Linked DNA regions of Mus musculus: regions 1 and 2 are each linked to region 3. A link is a contact called in public promoter capture Hi-C data. All regions are on one chromosome and are shown on one strand. The core of a region is the stretch at or near the end of the contact, and the rest is flanking DNA. Distances in the headings are between cores, read along the strand shown. Region 1 has its middle 42 kb from the start of Gm35204. Region 2 overlaps Cdc5l (cell division cycle 5-like (S. pombe)). Region 3 overlaps Runx2 (runt related transcription factor 2).

Region 1 (4,350 bases), core at 215-2,714, 630 kb before region 3:
ATTCTTTCCTAAATGCTACTGTTTGGTACCCACTGCCACACAGTATCTGCCAATATCAGTCCTACTCCTGAAATCTGCCAATCAGTAGCAACCCTGAGATACTAGAATGACAGACACTCTTCTCCCAACTTTTTATAAGGAGGACACCAATATCTTAGTCCACTGTGAAGTTCCCGAGACCCTGGTAGCAAGAAGCAGATCAACAAATAGACTGCATTATTAGCCTAGGGTCACACAGCACAGGATCCTTCGGGAACAAAGAGACAAATCTGCAGAAATGAATGTACAACTGTGCTGAAGCGTGGGTGGAGCCAAAGGCTCTGATCTAATTGGAGAGCCCGTCTTAGCGTCTCTGTCTCAACAGCATTATTCTTTCTCTCTGGGAACAAGAAGGGCCCCTCTAGACACAGGACCTTTCTTTTTCTCCCTTTCCCTGTTCGATTTTTATAATAGGGATTAAACACAGGGTCCCACATGTGTTAAACAAGGATTAAAAAAAAAAAACTCTACATTTGGTCATTCTTCGGGGCAGGAAAACTTACGTTGCTGTCCAGAGAGGGGATGTATTGTAGCCTGAGGTAGGATAGGCCTGAGTGAGGGATCTGAGGTTGTTTAGAGAAGGATGCACATCCATATTACACAAAGGTAAAGGATCGGGGCTGCCTAGTGCATTATTACAAGAGGGTCTGTGCATAATTGAAAACCAATAGGGTCCCAGGCTGCTGTTACTCCCTGAGTTTCCCACTTTGGGGTAGCCCTTCCTGGTACTCAAATATTGCATTGGAATTAGACTGTCTGGGAAAGGATGTAACCACAATAGAGACAGCTGTCTGTAGTAAGGCCCTGGCTAGGAGCTGACAGCGGAGTGGCTGTCCACTGCCCCCGTTTCTAGCCATCCCACTGTGCAGTAGGTAATCTCTTGAAGAGCATATGGGTAACACATGACAGTGTCTACTGCTCAAGGTGTTTTACCTCCCAGGACGGTGAGTCTCTCTGATGAGTCACCCATGCTTTACTTGTATCAAAGCATTTATGACCCATGGTTACAGGTTGTTAAACATTGGGCTTGCAGGCCATTGCCAGCTCAGACGGGGCTGTCCTGGGGGTGGGGATGTTTCTACAGAGAGAGTGATAGGTGCTTTCTTGGTCTATTAAAGGGTCCTGAGGTCCTGTAATGTGGGCTGAGCACCCATCCCAGTGAAGCCCTGAGCAGACCCTAAGCCTTTCTTGGGGGATCTACCCAATATGGCTACTCACAACCTGCTTTTGGGGGTACCCGTGCTTTGCCAATAGCCCTGTAATTTCAAAGTTCCCCCCACCTCCATGGTCTCCTGGATCTGGGGGTGGAGGTTGGAACTGCTGAAGGGCTTGGTGGTGCAGGTCCCAGCAGTTAAGGTGACGGTTATGGCTTGGCCATTACTAGTGTTTTTTCCTTTGGAAGGGCAGCACAAAGCAAATACAGGTGCATTACTCTGGGAACTCAGAGGGAGGGCAAAGGGCCCTTCCCAGCCTCCCCATCTGTGCCAGGGCAGCCCAGGGCTGGCTGCCACGTGGAATGCTTTTGGTCCTGAGGATGATAGCAAGTGGAAGTGCATTGTAGGTGCAGAGGAACTCAGGATGGGGCTCTGAGGGGGTGCGTCCTCTGGAGAAGCCGAGGAAACATAGGGTGCAGGCATAAGCACCCAGGTGAAGGGGACACGGCTTGATTTGCTCCTCACATCTTGAAGGAGCCCAGAGTGGAAGAACCTTGTCCTAGAAAATTCTGGGCAGTAGCATAGATCTCTGCAGCTCTCAGGTTTTTCTTCTTCTTCCCTGGGCTCTGACTGTCATGGGAAGCTTGCTTTGATGTCCTCTGAGGCTCTGTCTCCTTGGCAGGTTCCAATCATCTTGGCTGTTCCCTTCTCCCTCCCAGGGTTAGAGAACATAGGCTGTAACTGGAAACTGCCCCCACAAGCCTGTGACACCCATTGGGGCCTTTATGGTCTCATCCCTGTGTCTCATGCCTCTGCTTGTTTCTCCACTCCCAGCCCGCCCCAGGATGCCTTTCTGGCTCTGCTTGCTATCTACCGTGACTGCCCAGCCAGCCTCTGCTGGTCCTTGCCAACAGATGAGGGCTGCTCACCCTGCTTGCTTCAGTTTCAAGGCATTTCCATCCTTTTGCCCAGTGACTATGACTCTTGATGATGAAAATAATAACAGCAACAAAGACAAAACTAGCCTGCTGAGGGTTGGGGACATTACGTAACTTGCCTAAGGTCCTGTAGTCAGAACCGAGGCTGGATAGGAGCTGCCTGGCTCTGAAGGGTATCACACGTTAGCTGTGTTTTTCTCCCCTGGATACTGGGACCCCCATCACACCCTTGATGGAAGCCATCCCCCATATTCAGGTTGGGGAGATGGAATCTCAGAGTCTCACTCCACAGTCTTCCATAACTACTGCCTTGCTGTTTCCCCTGACAACCTGTTTTCTCTTCTTGCTCCTGCTCAGAACCTCCTCCAGCCGTCTCTGGCCACTCGCTGCGTCACACGAAGCCTCATCTAGATAATTTTCCACTTCACACCGCAAAGAATAACAGAGCCAGGGGCTATTTGTGTAGGGAAAACTCCTCATAGCCAAGTGGCCCCGTGACCACGCTGGGCAGACAGTGGCTGCAGGGCATGGTGGCTGCAGGAGCTGGAAGAAATTAACTCCGGTGTAGATTTCCACTCATCCCTGGCTACTACGTTCGGGGTGGAGTTTCCATATTTCCTGGCCATCTGAATCCACTTCTGAGTCTTTAATCTCAGGCCCTGGTGGGGGGGCTCGTGCCTGGCCTCTTGAGAGACTAGGCATGCAGAAATTCTTGAGCCTCCCCTACTCCTCTGGGGAAGACTCTACTCAGCCTGCCACATTGGAGTTCGGAGATGGAGTTTGGGACATAAAATGTTTTCTAGGTCAACACATGGAGAAGTTGGAGGAGGAGCACCTGTGTGACTGGGAACAGAGGAGGCAGGGTGCTCAGAGAAGACCCTGATCTATTTGTGTCCTGAGTCCTTTAAAGCTTCACTCAGTCCTGCTGAGCAAGCTGAGCAAACTCTGCCCATCCGACTGACCAAGATGAGCCAAACTGGTGGGACTGGTATATCTCTATTGGTCTTCAAGTTAGACACAGTCTGTCTTGGGAAGAGTGTGGACTGAGGGAAGGACAGCTTTCTTCAGCACAACCAGATCTGAAGGAGCCCATAGCTGGAGGCTGCTGACTGAACCTTCAGAGCCCAGGACAGTTGTGCATCCTCGAGGAGTATGCCAGCCAGCTTCCCGATACTATAATCAACACCCAACACGATCCTTTACAAAGAGAAAAGGTATCTCTCAGTTCATGATTTCCAATGTTGCAGCCCAGTTGGCCCCTTTGTTTTTGGGCCTGTAGCAACATGACACGGTAGGAGCAGGTGGCAGAGCAAAGCTGACTCTCCCTGTTCAGAATATAAAGGGGAGAAGGAGCTAGGGTCTTACTGTCTCCTTCAGGGTCACGTTTCAGTGACCGACAGGACTTCACTAGGCCCCACCTTGTGAAGATTCCACTGGAGTAGTGCCAAGCTGAGGACTGAACCTTTCCCAGTGGACCCCGGGGATGCACTGGATCTCCAAAACACAGATGCATTCTGGGAGCTGTGTCTTTACATCTGCAACATCCAACTTTGCATCTGTTTAACAGACAGGGTTCTTATAGAGCATGACACTGTTCGAGAGCCACAGCTAGCGAGTATCAGGGGTTGGGCAGAACCCAGCCTGCTGGAATCCAGTGAGTCATCTTTCCTGCAGTGAATGCTGATCTGTGCAGCATTTGCTTCTGCAGATGCTCATCAATGTATCCTCAGTGCAACTGGGGAGAGAATGGTGTTCTGATGAGCAGACATGCTGGTAGCATGGGAGTAACGTGTTGATGACCTCTGATCTTGGGGTGAAATCAGTATTGGGGATGTTGGCATGGTTACTGGGGATGTTGGCATGGGTCTTTGAGTCATGTCTGGGATTTGCTATGGGTGGAGATGAAGTTAATCAAGGCATCAGGTACAGGATTTGTGAGATTGTCTGCACTGAGGGCAGCAGGAAAGATGCTTGCATCAGAAGATTCCCAGAGGACACTCAGAATACATGGCTGCTGTGACAGTGACCACCTCAGGGTAAGAACACCACTTTGGACTGGATAGAAGAGCAGGCTTTGCAGGCAGGGGGCAGAATGTGCACCTAGGAAGTGTTTAGACTGGTGGGCATGAAGGAGCATGTGTCCATGCCACTGGCCTGGGCAGCTTTAAGCTTTCAGATCTATGTTTCTTAAACTATCCCCTATAAAAGATAAGGTCAAG
Region 2 (4,100 bases), core at 1,376-3,875, 690 kb before region 3:
GCCCCTGAAAGAAAGGTCTTGTTAAACATTTTTTACTCAGTTTTTTAAAACTGCATTTTTAAAAAACATTGTATGTATGTTTGAGTGGGATGTGCTGTTGTTAATGTGTAGAGGTAAGAGGACAACTTGGTATGAGTCATTTCCACTTTGTTGGATTAAGGTTTTTGAACTCAGGGTGTCATGTTTCGTGGTCAGTGCCTTTACCTGCTGAGCTGTCTTGTAACCCAGAGCCCATTTTACAGTTGAGAATTGGGCTCAGAGGAGTTAAGTATTGCAGGCAGCCACTTAAACAGGGAAGCAGTGATTGAACCCTAGCCTGCTCAGTTCCTTCTCTCTCATTCTGCCATCTAAAAGTGTTTCTTTAGTAGAGAGCCTTTCACCCTTTCACCTTGTGACATGAGGAGACGGTGGGGTGGAGCACCCCTAAGCCAGCAGTGGTGCCTCTGGCTTAGGAGCCTGCCTCAGTTGATTACTACTGGTATGGTTCTGGACAAGTTGTTTAATTTCAGTAGTTTCACTAGCTTTAAAATGAAGTCAATATTGGCTAGTTTGTAAAGTGGTTATATGTTTTTTTTCTTTTTTAAGAGAAAGTCTTACAGCAGGGCGTGGTGGCACACGCCTTTAATCCCAGCACTCAGGAGGCAGAGGCAGGTGGATTTCTGAGTTCGAGGCCAGCCTGGTCTACAAAGTGAGTTCCAGGACAGCCAGGGCTATACAGAGAAACCCTCTCTCAAAAAAACCAACCAATCAAACAAACAAAAAAAGAGAAAGTCTTACTATGTCACCCTGGTTCTGGAATTTGCTCTGTAGACTAGGCTGGCTTTGGACTCTCATGCTTTATATCTGCCATGGTTAAAGTTTTTGGAGGTAATGAGAGTTGTCCAGTTTCTGACCTTTAGTGACTGGTATGTACTTGAGAGATGTTGCTGTATAATGAATAATAGCGGTGTTGGTGCTCTTGGGAAACCACGAATACTTGACTTTTTAAAATCAGTTTATCTTGGAGCCCTTAGATCTTTCTTTCTCTGTGTATCCTTGTATGTGTGTGTTGTATGTGTATGTGTGTGTTGTATGTGTGTGTTGTATGTGTATGTATGTGTTGTATGTGTATGTGTGTGTTGTATGTGTATATGCCCATGTGCATGCTAGAGGACATAGGTTATATTTATCACCCTCAGCTCTGTGTCCTTGAGACATAGGATATAGTCTGTATTGTTTTTTTTTTCACCGAACCAAAAGCTTGCTGTTGCTGAGTTGGCTGGCTGAACTATAGGCACATGGTCATGTCTGTGGTTTTCTCCCTGCCCCCCCCCCCCCTTTTAAATGGGTTCTGGGGATTCAAACTCAGGTCTTCAAGTTTGCAAAGTAGCTACTCTTACCCATGGAGTCATCTCCCTAGCCCCTACTTAGAGGCTATTTAGCTCAGGTATTGTCCATCCCCTTCTAGAGAACAACCAACCAAACCTTACCATTGGTTTAAGGAAGGAGGAAATAAGCTAGTCTTGAGCTTTATGGTGGTAGAAAGTGTATGCTTCAACTTAAATTATTACTGTAAACAGGCCCAGGATGCTCTGGTACAAGAGATGGAAGTGGTCAAACAAGGAATGAGCCATGGCGAACTCTCCAGTGAAGCTTACAACCAGGTGTGGGAGGAATGCTACAGTCAAGTCCTCTATCTTCCTGCTCAGAGCCGCTACACTCGTGCTAATCTTGCTAGCAAAAAGGACAGAATTGAATCACTTGAAAAGAGACTTGAGGTTGGTATCCATTTGCTTATATGTTTAAAAATCGATTATTATTGTGTGTATGATGTGTATGTAAGTGCTCGAGGAAAGCTTTGTGGAGGCAGTTCTTTCATTTCCTTCTAAGTGGGGTTTGCCTTGAATTCCTGCTGCTAGGCTTGCGCTGCATTCACTTTTACCTGCTATCTTCATTGCCCTTGGTATCCTTTTAAAATTCCAATTCAGTTGAAATTGTGAGCCAGTTAATACGTCTGGTGACTTAAGTACTAGGGCTGGACAGCTGATTGCTTTGTAGTTCTTGAACACTTTGCTGGGTACTCTTCCCTCAATCAGAACCTTTATTTACGTGAGGGAGGGAGAAGGAGTTACTAAAGTCAAGATGGGTCAGTGAGATCACAGCAGTGGGAGTTTTGATCTATAGCTCACAGAGCACCGACATTTACAGAAACTCAGTACATTTTTGTGTATCCTGCAGTTGAGTTAGAGTGGAGTTGCTATGCAGACAGTGGCTCTGTGATTTCCTATGTCTGTGATGCATTGAAGCCTATTAACAGCAGTGGTTTCTTAATAGAATGTTCATGTTCTGAATTCCAGAATCTCTGTAGACATTTTGCAGTGGCATGTAAATAACACAGACTGCCAGGCTGCCTTGTGGGTTCTGGTTGTTGTTGTTGTTTTTGACAGGGTCTTACTGTGTCACTATGCCTATCACTGGAACTTACTGTGTAGATCAGGTTGGTCTCAAGCTCAGACATCTGCCTACCTCTGCCTCTCCAGTGTGAATAAAGATGTGAGCCACCACACACAGCATGCTTTCTAGACTCTTACTCGTGGTCTTTAGGGATGTGTCTGAGGCCAAGATGGAATAGAGAAGGGAAAAGGGATTCTTCAGGACACTGGATGCAGAAAATGACCTAAGCTTCCTCTTTCATGTGATTGTTAGTTTTTCTTTATAGAAAGTAAATTTGAGAGTATTTTTGTTTAGGGTTAAATCTAGATATTAGAATTAATTGTGGTAGTTGGGGCTGTGTGGAACTAGAGAAATGAACAGGAAAAAACAGTGTCTTCTAATATGAATCTTTATGACCACTTATTGTCATACCTTTGTGCTTGTAGAGTTAGGAAATTAGTCTTTGTAATGTAATTCTTGCAGTGCCAGGGCCATGAGTGTTGTAGTTTTATGACTTCCAGCAGGTGGCACTGTTGCTCTGTTTTAATTCATAATGAAAGCTCTCGGAGACAGAACACGAGTGGTTAAATTGTAGGTTATACTTTGTGTCGTGCAGGCTTCTTTTCTTACAAATGACAGTTATAGATCTAAGGCCAACTTTGTAATTGATTGGTAGGCTGTTTGGAATGCTTTCTTGTAACATTTATATATAAATACTTCAATCTCTCACTTTGTTTGAAAAATCTCAGTTTGAGGTGGGTAAACTCTCTCTGCTGCAGATCAAGGACATCTTAATGTTGTTTAAAATGAAGAGGATAATCCCCCTGAATCTCACTTACTCTGCTGAGGCTCTAACTTGAATCTCACTTACTCTGCTGAGGCTCTAACTTTCATGACAGCAAACAAATGTCACAGCGTGAGTGCTGCTGTGAAGTCCAGTGACTCTTCTCTGTTGGATCAGCCCTGAGAATTCTGAAGGGAATAGCACAGCGAGCCTCCGCTGTTCTGTTCTGTTCTGTTGGAGAGGTACTTGGGTTGTTGTGAGCAGTCATTAAAAACATGTGGTTCTCTTTGTTCACTTCATACCAGGACTGAAGTCTTCTGTTGAACTGTTTTTGTTGAGGGATTGCTGATGTTGGAAGAATATTCATAAAACAGTCTAAAGTACTTTTTTTTCTCTTTTTGACTCTTGGGTAACTTGGCTTATTGTTAACCCAGCTAGTTAATTTTAAGGAATATTTAATCAAATCTTTCAATTAGTAAACTCTTATTCCAAAAGAACGTTTATTAAGTCTTCAGGAAGAAGAGAAGCAATTCAGAGATCCAAATAAACAAAGCTTCCATTTAGTGTGTATCCATCCATAAATCACAGCTAGATTTCTCAGAGCTCCTGAAGACAACAGTTTACTGGTTTGAAATATATAAATACTTTATTTCAACTGTGTGGTGATTCTTTCATCATCTCAGTTGATTGCTAAATTATAAACATCATTCAGAGTTCACTGTGAGGAGGAACTGTAGTTAGATGGTGTAGCTAACTGCTAATCCTCTACTTGAGGCTCAGGAAGGTGGGCTTTCTGGGCAAGCACAGTGCACCATGGCTGCCAGTGTTTGACCTTTGCTGCCATGAACTTTGGAATAGTGAATCCAAATTGTGGCTCCATCTCAAGCCCATCAGGCAAGAAAAC
Region 3 (3,851 bases), core at 580-3,079:
AGTATGGTGGTTTGTGTAGCTTGTGACCTGGGTCCTGAAGACAAACTGCTTCTTCCTCCTGTTTTACAGATTTCCAATGGTCCCCAATTGCATCAACAAATTTTGTTCTCTAAAGAGGCTTTATTCCTCTGTATTCTTTTTTTGTTGTTGTTGTTGTTCCTTCAAGATTTATTTTTATTTATGTGTGTGCGCATGTCTGTGTATGGGCCTGAGCCTATGGGTGTGGGCATTTGCAGAGGCCAGAAAAGGACTTTGGAGCTTTTGGGGCTGGAGTCACAGGTCATTGTGAGCTTCCCAGTGGGGGTGCCTGAGAACCCCAACATGGTCCTCTGCAAGACCAGTGAGTGCTCTTAGCTGCTGAATTTTCCCTCCAGCCCTTCCTCCATATTCCTGAGACATGTCTGCTGGCAGAAGTTTTACCTTACTACACTGAAGGCAGGGGTCAAAGCAGTGTCTCCTTGCTCTTTGTGTAGCTCTATTGGGTTCTGGGCTGTCCCCCAGGCCTATGAAGTGCTGGAGAGGACTGGAGGGTTAAGGCTTTCTCTTCCTCATTCCAGATAACATCTGGGATGGCTCACCCTTCTTCTCTGCCATTACTTTGTATCCTTCTTGAGCTTTTTCTGATGGCTGGCCGTGACTTTTGCTTGCTTAGGAATGGTGGATGAGTATTTAGAGACTGGTCACTCGTGAACAGAGGTGGGCGGGGACAGGTAAGCTGTGTCACATGGATGAAGTGTAGAAACACTTTAAGATTATGTGCTGTTTCTGGGAGAGCTTCCTATCTCTACATCCCTGCTGTCTATGAAGGCATTTCCTGGGCCCTGTACTGATGCCAGTAGCCTGAAGTCTAGTTTTCCCTGAGAAACATGAATAAAAAGCCCTTAAGTTCTCCCTCTATGTCTCTGCCTGCCTGCCTGTCAGTCTATCTGTCTGTCTGTCTCTCTTTCTCTGTGTCTGTGTGTACATATTCATGTACACACATGTGTGTGGGGTGCATGTACACATGTAAGTGTGTATGTGTGTGTGTCTGTGTGTGTGTGTCTGCATGCACATGTGTAGGTAACTGTGTGGTGGTGGGTGTACATGCTTACATATGAATGTGTGTGCGTGTGTGCATATAGCACAAGTGTGTGGGGTCTACATGCACATTTGTGAGCGTTGTGTGAAGGTCAAAGGTTAATGTCGTTTCTGAGGCCAGGTCTCTCACTGAGTCTGCAGATGAGTCCCTAGGATCTTCACGGGTCTTCCACCTCAGCCCTGGCACCTCAGGCCTGCACTGCTGTGCTCAGCCTTTAATGCGGGTGTGAGGAACTCTGCACTCAGGCCTCAGGTTTGTGTAGCAGGCCTTTACTAATCAGACCGTCTCCTCAGCCCTAAGCATTTGACTACTAGATTTTCACCTGGCTTGCTCACTGTTTTCCAAGGTCCCCAAGCAAAGGAAATTACAGGCAAGTTCCATATTTTGATATTTGCAAACTTGCATCTATAAAGAGCAGCTTGATTGGTATAGATGCCAGTCATTTGGCCCCCTACTATATAAAATATTATTTTAAAATTCTAGTAACAGCAGGAAGATCCCTTCCCGTACTCACCCCCTCTCTTTAAGGAAACAGTGCTGGTGGAGGTTGGCCCTGGTGTCTGGTAGAATTTGGTGGAATGTGCTCTCTAGAAGAGCAGTTTTAAATCTCTTTCAGTACTTTTCTTTCTGTTGTTGACTGACTGTCAGGAGCTGGGAAGGTGGCCAAGAAGGAAATGACACATCGAGAGGCATTTTGCGTTGTGCAAGAGTCTGGGACTGATGCAAGGCTATATGGCCTGTTTACACATTCCTTCGCTAGCAGACTGCATGGCAGTAATTTAATTCAGGAGCGCATGGCATGCTGCAGCAAGGAGCTATGGCCTTAGCATCCTTTCATGGCAAATTATCACAGCCGTTAAAACATGCTCATGTCCCTCCTGTGCACTCCCCTGGCTACCCCCCCCCCCCCCCCCGCTAGGCTTGCTTTCTCATCGCCTGGGACTGGAGTTAACAGCAGCCTTGCTGGGGAGGCCCACTTTCCACATGCATCCCATCCCAGTTGATGGATTTATTTCTAACTAAATATAGCATTCAAATGATACGTGTGTTCTAGGGTTCTCAATCCACACGCAGGCTCCATTCGAATGTGTCAGTACTTTCTCAGGTCAGGAACGGTTTGTTCTTAAAATAGTGCTAGGGACTGAAAAAAAAAGATTGATTTTTTTTTAAAATGGGGAGGTTTCTTATTTATGAAAATGGCTTTTCTTTCTTCTGAGAAACAACTTGTGATAGATCACTGAGAGATCCCTTGCTTCTGTTTTGGGTCATGTAGTATTTTACCCAGTGGCTACTTGATTTGTATAGCATAGTTTATACTGACAGATGATAGTGGGAGAGAGAGTGATTGTTTTACTTTTTTTTTGTGGCCATAATTGTTCCTAGGTAGGATTTTCATATTGATGACATTTATGCTGTCAACTGAAGCATGGCTTTCCCTTCACATAAAATTCACGTGTAAGTTTTAATTGGGGCAACTTATGGGAACGTAATTGTTCTTGACTTTGAAGTGATTTGGGAAGCAAAGAGAACATAAAAACACTGAGTTCTTAAGGATTAATACGGCCTTTATAAATGATGGTTAAAAGAAGAGACTCTTTATGATGTGGCGCCCAAGTAGCAAGTGAAAGGCTACCCTGTGCTTCTGGTAACCTCTCTACTAGTCTGCTGTTCTCTACTAGTCTGCTGTTCTCTGGTGCTGAAAGCCTATTTGCTAGTAGACCAAAGCCTTTCCGTTAAAAATTGAAGGTTGAGGCTTTAACTTATAACATCTCCAGAAACAGTTAAGTCAGGCTTGTGTTCATGAGCAAAATAAATAAATAAATAAATGTGATGGGAACCTCCTTCTGTAGGAGCAGAGTTCAAGGCAGAGAGGAAGAATTGCTGAGTGATTTCTACTTGCCAAGGTCTTGGCAAGTAAGATGTAGAAAGTAAACAGAGACAGCCAGAGTGCACGCATCATAAGTCTCTGCTCCTCTTGGAGACCTCGGACACCAGCATTAAGCACCGTCGTTGGCTGTGGGTCGGTTCTCACAGGGGGCTGAGTGTACTGTTCATGGCTGGTACACTACTTCAGAATATGTTTTTGTTATTGTTGCTGCTGCTGTAATTTTAAAGTAGGAGTGGTTTTTTTTTTTGTTTTTTTTTTTTTTGTGGTGGTTGTGGTGGTGGGGCGTCTATATTTTGAACTTACCTTCTCTTGCAAAGATTTCCTGCCATAGAATTTTCCTTGTCTAGTTTTATTCTAGATACACATGGCGCCTCTTCCCCTCCGAGGAGGAAAAGCATTCTGTAATTCTTTCCTTTTGCTGGTTACATTCACCAGTGTAGTGTTCATAATCTTCTTAACAAATTAATCATGCTGTCTGTCCTTGTAAAGAAAAAAGGTCTACATGTTCTAAACTGCAGTTGCCATACTTCCTGATGAGTGACATTCTAGTTTGCCCTTATTTCAGACTTTCAGGATTAGTCCCCAGTGGTATAACCTGTTATACTGACCTTACATTACTGGTGACAGTCATTGATCTAGTCACCCACTATTCTGGCCTTGCTTCCCATTCTCTTAATCTAGGTCCTTCTGTGTTCCCTCTGATGACAGCCTGTGGTGTCATCAGGGTAGTTGGTGCTCAGTTTTTGTTTCTGAATGTCAGCAGTTGGGTGAGCCGGCTTCCGCGAAGTACTAGAGGTGATCCATCTATCTGAGATCCACACTCCTAGGTAGTCCTTTGAGTTAAGACTCCCAGGCCATTACTGGCTGGAGTAGAGGGTAAGAGAG

What was found. Promoter capture Hi-C pulls out the DNA fragments that hold promoters and counts their contacts.
Region 1: a promoter capture Hi-C map of liver shows a contact between it and region 3, with 2.0 times the contacts expected there. The contact joins two enhancer-like sites. A contact is called at or near these places in 5 of 39 promoter capture datasets (cranial neural crest, frontonasal cranial neural crest, liver and 2 more) and 1 of 115 datasets of contacts at active chromatin or transcription factors (pancreatic cancer cells).
Region 2: a promoter capture Hi-C map of maxillary cranial neural crest shows a contact between it and region 3. The contact joins two enhancer-like sites. A contact is called at or near these places in 7 of 39 promoter capture datasets (the HPC-7 cell line, cranial neural crest, frontonasal cranial neural crest and 4 more), 1 of 15 datasets of contacts at CTCF or cohesin (the NIH/3T3 cell line), 1 of 115 datasets of contacts at active chromatin or transcription factors (acute myeloid leukemia) and 1 of 9 other capture datasets (embryonic stem cells).

What each region holds. Positions count from the first base shown.
Region 1 is chr17:45,337,720-45,342,069 of GRCm38.p6, reverse strand. No RefSeq gene overlaps it. Among named protein-coding and RNA genes, the nearest start is that of Gm35204, 42 kb to the right of the region's middle. Within about 2 kb of position 1,464, at least 29 of the 459 cell types and tissues checked have an H3K27ac peak or open chromatin away from gene starts, as enhancers often do.
Region 2 is chr17:45,402,251-45,406,350 of GRCm38.p6, reverse strand. Cdc5l (cell division cycle 5-like (S. pombe)) reads left to right here. Exons shown (of 16, transcript NM_152810.2): 14 at 1,560-1,757. Among named protein-coding and RNA genes, the nearest start is that of Cdc5l, 29 kb to the left of the region's middle. Within about 2 kb of position 2,625, at least 19 of the 459 cell types and tissues checked have an H3K27ac peak or open chromatin away from gene starts, as enhancers often do.
Region 3 is chr17:44,707,994-44,711,844 of GRCm38.p6, reverse strand. The region is part of intron 3 of Runx2 (runt related transcription factor 2); the gene reads left to right. Among named protein-coding and RNA genes, the nearest start is that of Runx2, 27 kb to the left of the region's middle. Within about 2 kb of position 1,829, at least 161 of the 459 cell types and tissues checked have an H3K27ac peak or open chromatin away from gene starts, as enhancers often do.